Linked DNA regions of Mus musculus: region 1 is linked to region 2. Evidence: chromatin contacts called from public Hi-C data. All regions are on one chromosome and are shown on one strand. The core of a region is the stretch at or near the end of the contact, and the rest is flanking DNA. Distances in the headings are between cores, read along the strand shown. Region 1 overlaps Dpysl5 (dihydropyrimidinase-like 5). Region 2 holds the start of Slc35f6 (solute carrier family 35, member F6).

What was found. Hi-C and Micro-C count contacts between places; a contact is called where the count stands out from the background.
Region 1: a contact with region 2 is called in a Hi-C map of cortical neurons, with 3 times the contacts expected there. The contact joins the enhancer-like site here to the promoter of Slc35f6 in region 2. A contact is called at or near these places in 1 of 39 promoter capture datasets (liver), 1 of 484 Hi-C or Micro-C datasets (cortical neurons), 1 of 115 datasets of contacts at active chromatin or transcription factors (pancreatic cancer cells) and 2 of 9 other capture datasets (adipose tissue and pancreatic islet).

The regions. Positions count from the first base shown.
Region 1 is chr5:30,794,435-30,799,261 of GRCm38.p6, forward strand. It overlaps Dpysl5 (dihydropyrimidinase-like 5), which reads left to right. Exons shown (of 13, transcript NM_001356948.1): 13 at 1,803-4,827. The coding sequence ends at 1,888. Gm46907 (a long non-coding RNA gene) reads right to left here. Exons shown (of 2, transcript XR_001784836.2): 2 at 4,801-4,827. Among named protein-coding and RNA genes, the nearest start is that of Gm46907, 18 kb to the right of the region's middle. Within about 2 kb of position 3,192, at least 27 of the 459 cell types and tissues checked have an H3K27ac peak or open chromatin away from gene starts, as enhancers often do. A contact at or near this core is called in cortical neurons, where this site is marked.
Region 2 is chr5:30,645,917-30,650,389 of GRCm38.p6, forward strand. Slc35f6 (solute carrier family 35, member F6) reads left to right here and starts at 2,023. Exons shown (of 6, transcript NM_175675.3): 1 at 2,023-2,182. The coding sequence starts at 2,106. It overlaps Mir5625 (microRNA 5625), which reads left to right and starts at 2,020; the gene lies at 2,020-2,099.

The sequences.
Region 1 (4,827 bases), core at 1,942-4,441, 150 kb after region 2:
CACCTGCACCTTCCCTCCACTTTCCCTTTTGTCTTCTAAGGGAGATAAGCATTTCAATAACTTTAAGTAAAATGTTTCTTTCTTTTGGCTCTGACTCCCAGTTAATCTCCCTATCTCCATATCCCTGGCGCTTATCTATATACAGAATGCCTTAGGTCTGTCTGTCATGTTCTGGCCCTGTTTTTAATATCATGCCCTCCCAGTGACACCAACACTGAGCCTGGGTCCCTTTAGACCATGCCCATCTGTGCAATTATACCTCACATACCTCAGGTGTCCCTGGTAGGGAAGATTGCCTCATAAGTGGTGAGGTGTTCTCAATGGAGAGCAGGCAGAGACCGTGAAATACGATAGTCCTTCATGATGCTTTGTTTTCAAGCACCACCACCACTTGAAAGGCAGTGACGCAGCTTCCCTGACCCCAGGACTAGCCAGAAGAATCTACCCTACAAGACCTGTCTCTACTTGGGGAAGAAAGGCAGGAGGAACACGAGCATGGAGTCCTAAGGGATAGAGAATGAGGACCACACACAAACCATCCCAAGATGAGAGGCAGAGACCCCACCTCTGAAGCCCCGCCCACTGAGGTCCCTAGAGTCCCAGTTTTGCGATGACAGCAGCTTGTGCAGGGACCTATGATTTCCACTGAATGAGCTGGTGGCCTGTGGAGAGGAGTCCTCCAAAAACTTGCTCCCAAAGGGCTAGTCCTGTGAGCATGACTGCTGGATGGTGTTTCAGGAGCACTGTCCAAACACACCAACGCTTTGCCAGTCCATGGTGTGGATTCCTAGGACCTGAGCACACAGCCTGCAAAAGCTGACCTCACAAGAAATGATGGGACCCTGGGACTATGGGGCCCGACTAGCCAGTGGCCTCTTCTGCCCCAGTCCAAGAGCCATGACTTGACAGTGGCTCCTTCAGACACAGCAGACCTCAAGTTGCCTGTCATCTCTCATCTAGCCCCAAGTCTTGATCTGTTGACGATGGGGAACACTGGTGAATGACCCCTGTGATCTATGGGACACTAGACCCTCCCTTCTGAGTCTTAAAGGTGTGGGCCTTTGGTTATATGGGTCTTTCATTTTCCAAAACAGTTCCTGGTTTCCTGTTTTATTCTCTGGTCTACTGCCTGAGAACTGTGTCTGAAGGTCGGCGTGATAGCTGGCTAGTCCCTTAGTGTGATGGTACAAGAGAGCCTGAGTATGCTGTCCATGTGAGTGAGTAAGGAGGCTGTAACATTGACTCTGAGTCAGAAAACCTGGGTTCAAACTCAGGCTCTTCAAAGCCCTCTCATTGCAAAACGTGGAAATCATATAATGTCCTCGAGCCCTGGTTTTCTCATCCAGATACTGGGATAGAGGCACCCGGGACTGGGGTAATGGCTCAGTCAGTAAAGCGCTCGCCTTGTAAACCCAAGGACCTGAGCTCAATCCCAAGACACCATGTGTAAAAAGCCAGGCATGGGCTGGAGAGAGGCCTCAGCAGTTAAGAGCATGTACGGCCCACCCAGAGGACTGAGCTCAGTTCCCAGTTTCCCAGCACTCACTGCCTGCCATCCAGAAGCTCCAGGAATCCATCACCTCCTTGGGCTCGTGCACATACGTAGCTCCAGGTCTTAAAATAGGCGGACAGCATTCTCTGGCCTCCGCGGACACATTAAGGTCCACATACACATTAAGGGAGAGAAGAAAGAACACACTCGCAGAAGGTTTAACTCAGCCACTGGGCCCCTGGTGTCAGGATCCTGTTAACCCAGGCAGCCAGTGCCTGATTGACCGACCCTCCCTGCTTCCTTCCTGCAGGTTCTCAGATCGATGACCACGTTCCAAAGCGGGCCTCAGCTCGGATCCTTGCGCCCCCTGGAGGCAGGTCGAGCGGTATTTGGTAAAGGCTCTGACCAGCCCCACCCTCAACAAGTGAGGATGCTAAACCACCACCTGCCTGCAAATGTTCCAGCCAGAGCTGCAGTGGGTGGGAGAGGTTGGGCAGGGCAGTGCTCCACCGGTGGGGGCTCTAGGAACCAGGGAGCCCTCCCCTTGTCTGAACGTGATTCACGGGGCTTTGATCCACCCCTAACAAGGCACTTTGAGCTGTCCCTCCTGCCCTGCTCCTTCCTTCCTTGGCCCTGGGGTTTCTCTGGGCCCCAGAAGCCCACACTATGCACAGCACCCAATGCATAGCACCTGGCCCTAAACCCTCCTCTCACCATGACCTCCTGTGCTGGCTCTGGGAAGGCCCAGACTTTAGTGCTCTGCCCTGCTGCCCACCCACACAGGTGTCCAGAGCACTTTAGCAAATGTGTTTTATAAGTAAGGGCCTTCCCCCTTCATCCCTTAGGCCCCATGGTGACATTTTCCCAAGTCAGACAGGTGTCAACTCCACAGCCATGCCCAAGGTGTCCCATCTCTCCTGACTCATCCCAGCTGTACCCTTGTGGGTACAGTCAGGACACCCCGGGTGTGGCTGTGCTTGGGACACCCTGTGCTTTCTGCTAGCCTCTTTCATTCCCTACCCACGCCCTCTGGGAGTCCCAGGCCCCGGAAGGGTAGCTGGGTGGGCATGTGGCTGGTGCCAGGCGCGTGTAAATGGTTTTGTTTTGCACGTTTGGTTTGCGCAGTGGTTTGGTTTGACTTGTTTGTGCACCCTGTGGAAAATAACGGTGCTTTGTGTCACTAGCATAGCATAGAATCTGGAATAGATTTGGTTTGTAGGAGATGCTGCACTCACCACCAACCAGACAGTACAGGGCAGAGGCGGGGGCAGGCTGGACCCCTGGCCCCTTCCTCCCAACCCAGGGTCCTTTTGCTTCCTGTACCGTGCCTCCCCTATCCCACACCTCCTGCCACCCCCTCCTACTTCCCTACATTCAAACAATGCTGGATGCTGACCCTGGAAACCTTCAGGCCGCATCTCTGCTCCGGGTTACCCCAGCGCTAACCCCACATCCACACCCTCATAGCCCAACACAGCTTCCTATAACTTGCCCCTGCTGGGCAAGGCCTAGCTACTCCTCCTGGGTGACTAGTAAGAGGCCTCATACTGGCTGAGAAAGAGGGACTGGGGGGTGGGGAGGTTGCCTAGGCAACCGCCAGGGAAGGGGCTTCAACCCACAAGGCCTAGCTGTAGCATCCACCCCCACTGCACAGGTGCTATGGAATCCTCGGCACTAAGCTCTCCTTGAGGACTGGTCGGACCCGCCCTGTTTTAGAAGCTCCTTAGAGGTTCTCGTAGGTGGCTACACAGTCTGCAGAGTGGCTCAGCTGTCTGCCTTTGATAAGCCTCATCCCCGCCCCTCTTTGGCAAGTGATCTCACTTTTGTTGGAGCTCCACAAACCTGTCAGAGGCTCCACAGAGCTTGTCAGTCACCCCTGCACGCTTTTGTCCTGCTTTGGGTCCATCAAAGAGCTCAGCTCTCACTGAGTGACAGGTAAACTCCAAGGGGCTTCTGAGATGGGGTGGGGCTTACCACTGTCCCCCATCTTGCAGATAAAAACTGAGGCCCCCAAGAGTTTAGGCACCAGAAATGTCTGTCCATGACTGCTCTCATGGCCTCGGCAGTCTAACCTAGCTGTGGGAAACAGTTGTGGATTGATGTCAGGCCCACCAGGAGTTTAACCAGACAGAGTGCTTTCTTCCTGGGGGCGTGTTCTGCTTTGCTTTGCACAAGCCGATTTTATCTTTGTCATGAACTGACTCATGTTCGAGCCTGGACTAGAAAAGTGTTAGGAACCTGCGTGCGGTTTTAGTTGCACCCAATGTCCTCACTTAGGAGCTGAAGAGACAGATAACCCAGAGGACTGAGATAGCCCTGGGAACAGTAGGTAATGACCCTAGAGGTCACAGGTATCATAAACAGTGACGCTGACGGTGTCTATCTCTCTTTCTCTCCTACTCTCCTTCTCCTACCTTCTCCTCCTCTTCTCTTTTCTCCTCCCCCTCCTCCTCTTTCCCCTTTTTCTTCTTCTTGAGACAAAATCTTGCTTAGGTAGCCTGGCCTTGAACTTACAGAAATCCTGCCTTCGTTTCCCCAAGTACTGGAATTATACACACAAGCTACCACACCTAGCTATACATCATCTTTGTCTATTTCTGCCCTTGCTGGGTCATGGGCCTTGGGCAGATGCCAAAGATCCAAGGGGTGGTAGGGCCAGCTAGGCAGGCCACCTGGAGTGGGCCAGGAGCGCTTTACCCTCTCTAATCGCCTCCACCTGAGAAGTGCATCACCTGAAGTGGTAGGAGAGTGCGCGTACAAGGGGCCACTGTGGGCCTTCTACTTCATCCACCCCGCCCTTCCACAGACCCAAGCCCACCCTTTCATAGCCTGTGTGCTCACCCAGGAGCTTCTAGATGGGAGGCTTAGAGCCAACCAAACCCGTCACTCCCCTGTGTCCACTCCCTGCCCCATGCAGAGCTCCCACCACCCCATCCCAGGTCCGGTGGCTGCCAGCTGGAGCGAAAGGGGTCTCTGGTTGCCCCGAATGCAGCTCTCAAACTGGTCTTGTACTTGCTGAATAAACACTGTTGTTCTTGCCTTAGCTGCTTTCTAGGTTTGTGGGGTTAACTTGCCAGAAAATTGTGCTACAGTGTGTGTGTGCGTGTGTGTATGTGTAGTGCTAGGAGTCCACAGTAGGTTGCTTGTCAAGCCATTGCCGTGACAATGGCATCTCTTATATTGACCCAAAAACCACAGAACCACACGGAAGCCAAACCCCCACCAGCTGTTGAGGTGGCAGGCACAGCCTGGGGTCAGAAAGGAGCTGTCAGCACCCCAGCACCCAAGTGACTTCCTCACTCTGTAAATGTCATGGTGCTAAGGTTGTATTGATC
Region 2 (4,473 bases), core at 773-3,272:
TCTCATCCTGAACTTCTTGTCTGGTTACTCTGGGAGGGGTACTTGACTCTGGACCTTACACGTGGTAGGCTCTACGTGCTTTTTTGCCAATAAATCCTCCTGTGTACCAGACTTCAGAGACAGCTGTTTGATGAGTGCTTACAGCATGATATAATAAATTAGAATTCACTTTCTAATGTGACTCTAGAGACAAAGACTGCTCTGCTAGTGACATCATGTCGGGCTAGTGACACCAATGTCATTAGTAATGTTTATGTCAGGCAAGTATCCTTGGCCTGAACCTATGGGAAAATAGCCCAGAGTCCTACTGTAGTCGATAAGAACTGTCTCCCATGGGGAATAGGGGTGGGGAGGCCTGGCAGATGGTGTCCCTTTAGGACACAGTTGTGTTTCATCTAGTCTCCAATGTCTCAGGAAACAGTTTTGGATAAATTACTACTTCCTTTGAAATGACACAAAACTAAAAGCACTGTGGGGGACACATAGCTCAGAAGTCACCTCTTGGATCTTTTATCCCTGGTTTCACTGAAAAGAGCACACTCTCGTGAAGAAAAATTCTGGAATGTTCTGTAGGTCCAAGAGCTATCCAACACATAACCCTTCTTACATGAAAGATGTTTCCCTGTCTGTACGATAGCCTCCTATATTTTTGTTCAAGACCCTACTTATAATACATTCTCTACCTCATCTCCCAAAACAGATGTTACAGTCCCTTGAGTGTATACTATACATGTTTACAAGTTCAAGGCAACCAGGAAGAAGTGGTCAAAACACCCTTTTTTTCATACCTGCAGTAATAGGATCTTCAGAAACAGAGGGACTATGTATGGTGGGTCAAATGGCCATCAAGCGTGTTTGGGGGTTTTTGTTTTTACCTGTGGTAGGGCATGAGCTGCCAATCACATGGAACAGGAAGGTAGGCAGCTGGCAGCTGAGAACCCACTCCCCTAGGTTGTTCCCTGACCTCCACATGTACCACATATGCCTTGAAAGTGCCCTCCAATAACACACAAATAAATAAATTTATTTTTTAACAAACTGACAGCCAGTCATGAACTGGAGTCCATCTTGGAGTACACAGTGAGCTGGAAGACAGTCTGGCTTATATAACAAGATCCTGTCTCAAAAACTAATTAATTAAATGCTAGAAGTCCTCTACACACAAACCGAGGTCTGGTCTTTCTGTAGGGATGCTTCTAAACAATATTTATAGGGGTCCTCAGGGGTACGTGGGGAAGCTTAATGCAGGAACTATACAAAAGCCATGGTGTTTTATCTTCAAGTCCACACCCCCAACACACACATATATATAATACACTCATACACACACACACACACACACACACACACACACCACTGCTACTCATAAGCATAACCTTAATCCTTGGCTTCTGTGGTTTCATTTTTCATTTTATTTTAATTATTTGTTTACTTAGTTACTCAGTCTGGCCTCAGACTCCTTATATAGTGGAAACTGGCCTTCATTTTTCAAGTGCTAGGAATGCACACCCAGTTTGTGTTTTAGCTGTTAAACACCCTACTGGAAGCTACAACTCAACTCAAATGCTCCCTTTACTGAAAGATGTGAGCAATTCAACGGGCTGGGATCCCTAGGGACATTTCTCTCAGGACTCCAGTTCTCTGGAGATCCTGGAGAAAAGAGATTCCCACGCTGTAACTATTACCAACTGCCAGTCTCAACCTCTCAAAATTGTTTATAAAATGCTCTAAGATTGCCTAAGCATCTCTACATGACCCCGAGCGCCCATTTTACAAACCGGGAGGCCAAGAGGCTGGGAGCGTACGCTGCAGAAGTACAGGGCTCGCTCAGCATGCATGAGACACTAGCACTACAAAAAGAAAAGGAAGCCGAGCAATGGAAAAGAAAAGAAAATCTGGTAGCCTTGGCCCGGGACCCTGCACTCTGCTTCTCCAGCTCTCCTACCAAAGACCGGTGGCAGCTCCGGGGCGGGGCTAGCGGGCGTGGGGCGTGGGCCAGTGGGGTCATGTGACTCCCGGCCCGGAAGTTCTTGAGTAGGAGACTCCACATCCCGGGTGACCCGGGTTGGAGCTGCTGATTCAAGTGGTCTCTCGTGTCCACCACTATGGCCTGGACTAAGTACCAGTTGTTCCTGGCCGGGCTTATGCTGGTCACCGGCTCCATCAACACGCTTTCGGCAAAGTGAGTCTGGGTCAGACCGGGAGGGACCTGCTGGGCCGGTGGGTGCTGACACCCGGCGCCCTGTCCCCCACCCGTCCGCTACTCTCCAACCCCACCAGCCCTCCACATTACCGAGAGTTCAGTCGCGCTGGTGTGGACGAAGGGGTGAGAGGCCGGGAGAAAGCGGGCATTTGAAGGCCACTTTGATTCGCGGTCACTTCTATCTCTGAGCCTCAGTTCCTCATCTTTGAACCGAAGGGTTGGATCAGTTTCTCCCGGCGGCGCTCTGGCGCTGCGGTCAGAGACTGAGAGACTTCCAGCAGGAGGCTGGGGGCCTGCCTGGGAAGCACCGGTGCTCTTGGAGAGGCCGAGCTGAAGGGATGGGCAAGCCAGGAGGAGGTGGCCATAGGGTCATTCATGGGGAAAGAAAGGGAATAGACAACATCTTGATGCTTAGTTGGGGCTCTTATGTGGGTGGCAGAGGTTTGGAGGCAGGAAAGAGAAAGGCCAGCTCCAAGTTGCTTGTTCACAGCATCAAATGCCCAGCTGGACTTTTTCCCTCCATAATCAGAGGGCACACCACGTCGTTGAACGTGGGAGAACTGAAAAAAGAATCAGTGTGATAAACGCAGAGGTTTATGTGAGGCTGGGAACCACTCTGGCTCTGCTTACAGTGAGAACACCTAGCAGGTGCCATCAAGAGAGGCAGGTGATACAAACCAAAATGAAGCCACAAGGCTGACTGACCCAGAGGATCAAAAGAAAGTGTCTATCTGGAGAAAAGGCTCCTTAACCGAAACCAGAATGGTAGCTGGGTACTTGCACTCTGGTGTGTGGGAGTAAAGGTCTTCAGCTGGTTGGGAGCTAAGGCCCAGGCATCACAAAGCTGAGAAAGTTAATGTGGTCTCCTCCATTGTTGGCAGAAAGGCCTAGCTTTAACTTGACAGTTGTTTGTCAGTTTATCTGCCTCTGCCTCTGCCTCTGCCTCAGGGCAAGGCCTTTCTTTATCTATTTGCATCCAAAATCCTCAGTGTGCATCATCTGTCCTTTGTCCAGTGTGCGTGTGGGCAGCAGCGAACAATGCCCCTCTCCAAGTCTAGCCTCAGTTTCTTACTGGGCCTGGCTAGGAAAGAAAGTTGGTGTGGCGGCTCCCAGTGAAAGGCCTCCAGGCTTGTGCTCTGGCTTTCCTGGGCCTCTGTGCATTGAGAAGCTGGCTGTGAGCCTCGTGTAGCCATTTCATATTTACTTCTCAGGATTCTTGGATCTAACAACAAAGTCTGTCAACGCTGTGAAGTGCCCAGAAAAGACATGGGCACTCATCAGGGTGACTGTAAGGTACCTGCAGTGTGAGAGAGAAGAAGTGGCCGAGAGAAAGTCCCTGTGGAAGAGACACATGTGTGCACATGTGCCCCCTCCCTTCCCCTAAAGGAGGACACAATCTATGCAACCCAGAATAGGACCTATGCAGTTCTTGGGCTTTTCTCTGGGTGTCTTTCAATGAGATTCTCACACTAAACAAGGACTGCTCCTAATGTTGAGAGTGGCTAATGTCTGTCCAGGCTGCTGTCCCCAGGAAGAATCCAAATGGTCATTTACTGCTTAGATAAACCATGCTGACTCAGCCCTTCCTTTGAAAACCTCCAAACCGGTTAGGTAAGAAGCCAAGGAAGCCTCGGTCCCAGGAAGCCCCACCCTTTGAGGCTGCTGGAGAGTCAGGAGGACTCCGAAGTGTCTTAACCTTTGATCCTGTCCTTAGCCCATCACCTTTTGTGTGGCCTCTCAGGAGCCTCAGCCCCAAGTCCTGAGATGGGGCCCAGAGCTGGACTGTAAACATTGTTCTGGAGTAAACAGTGAGAAAGACACTCTGGGAGGAAGAACGTTGGTGGGAGCAACCACCTTACCAGGATGGTATTGGCATTGCTGGCCAGTGGTTTCCTCTAGGTACAGCCAGGGCAGCCAGTGCACAGCACCCAGGCCTACCAAGTTACAGGCCATCTACCTTGGCATTCTTTCACTTGATCTGGGGGAGGAAAGTAGATAGATGGGTTCATCATTCCTAGATGGGAAACTGAGGCACAGAAAGGTTTAGTCATGTGCAGCTCAGTTCCCAAGTGATGACTTCCCTCTGAGTCCAAGTGTTCCAACCCTAGAATCCATGCTCTAACCTCCAGTTAGGGCGGATACCACACCATTCATTTTGGAAGACTAGTTGGTTATCTATTTATCTTTTGAAACACTCTTTCACTGTTTAGTCCCTAGCTAAACAGTGAACCTTCCTGCCTTTACCTCCCAAGTAATGGGTTTGCAGCCAT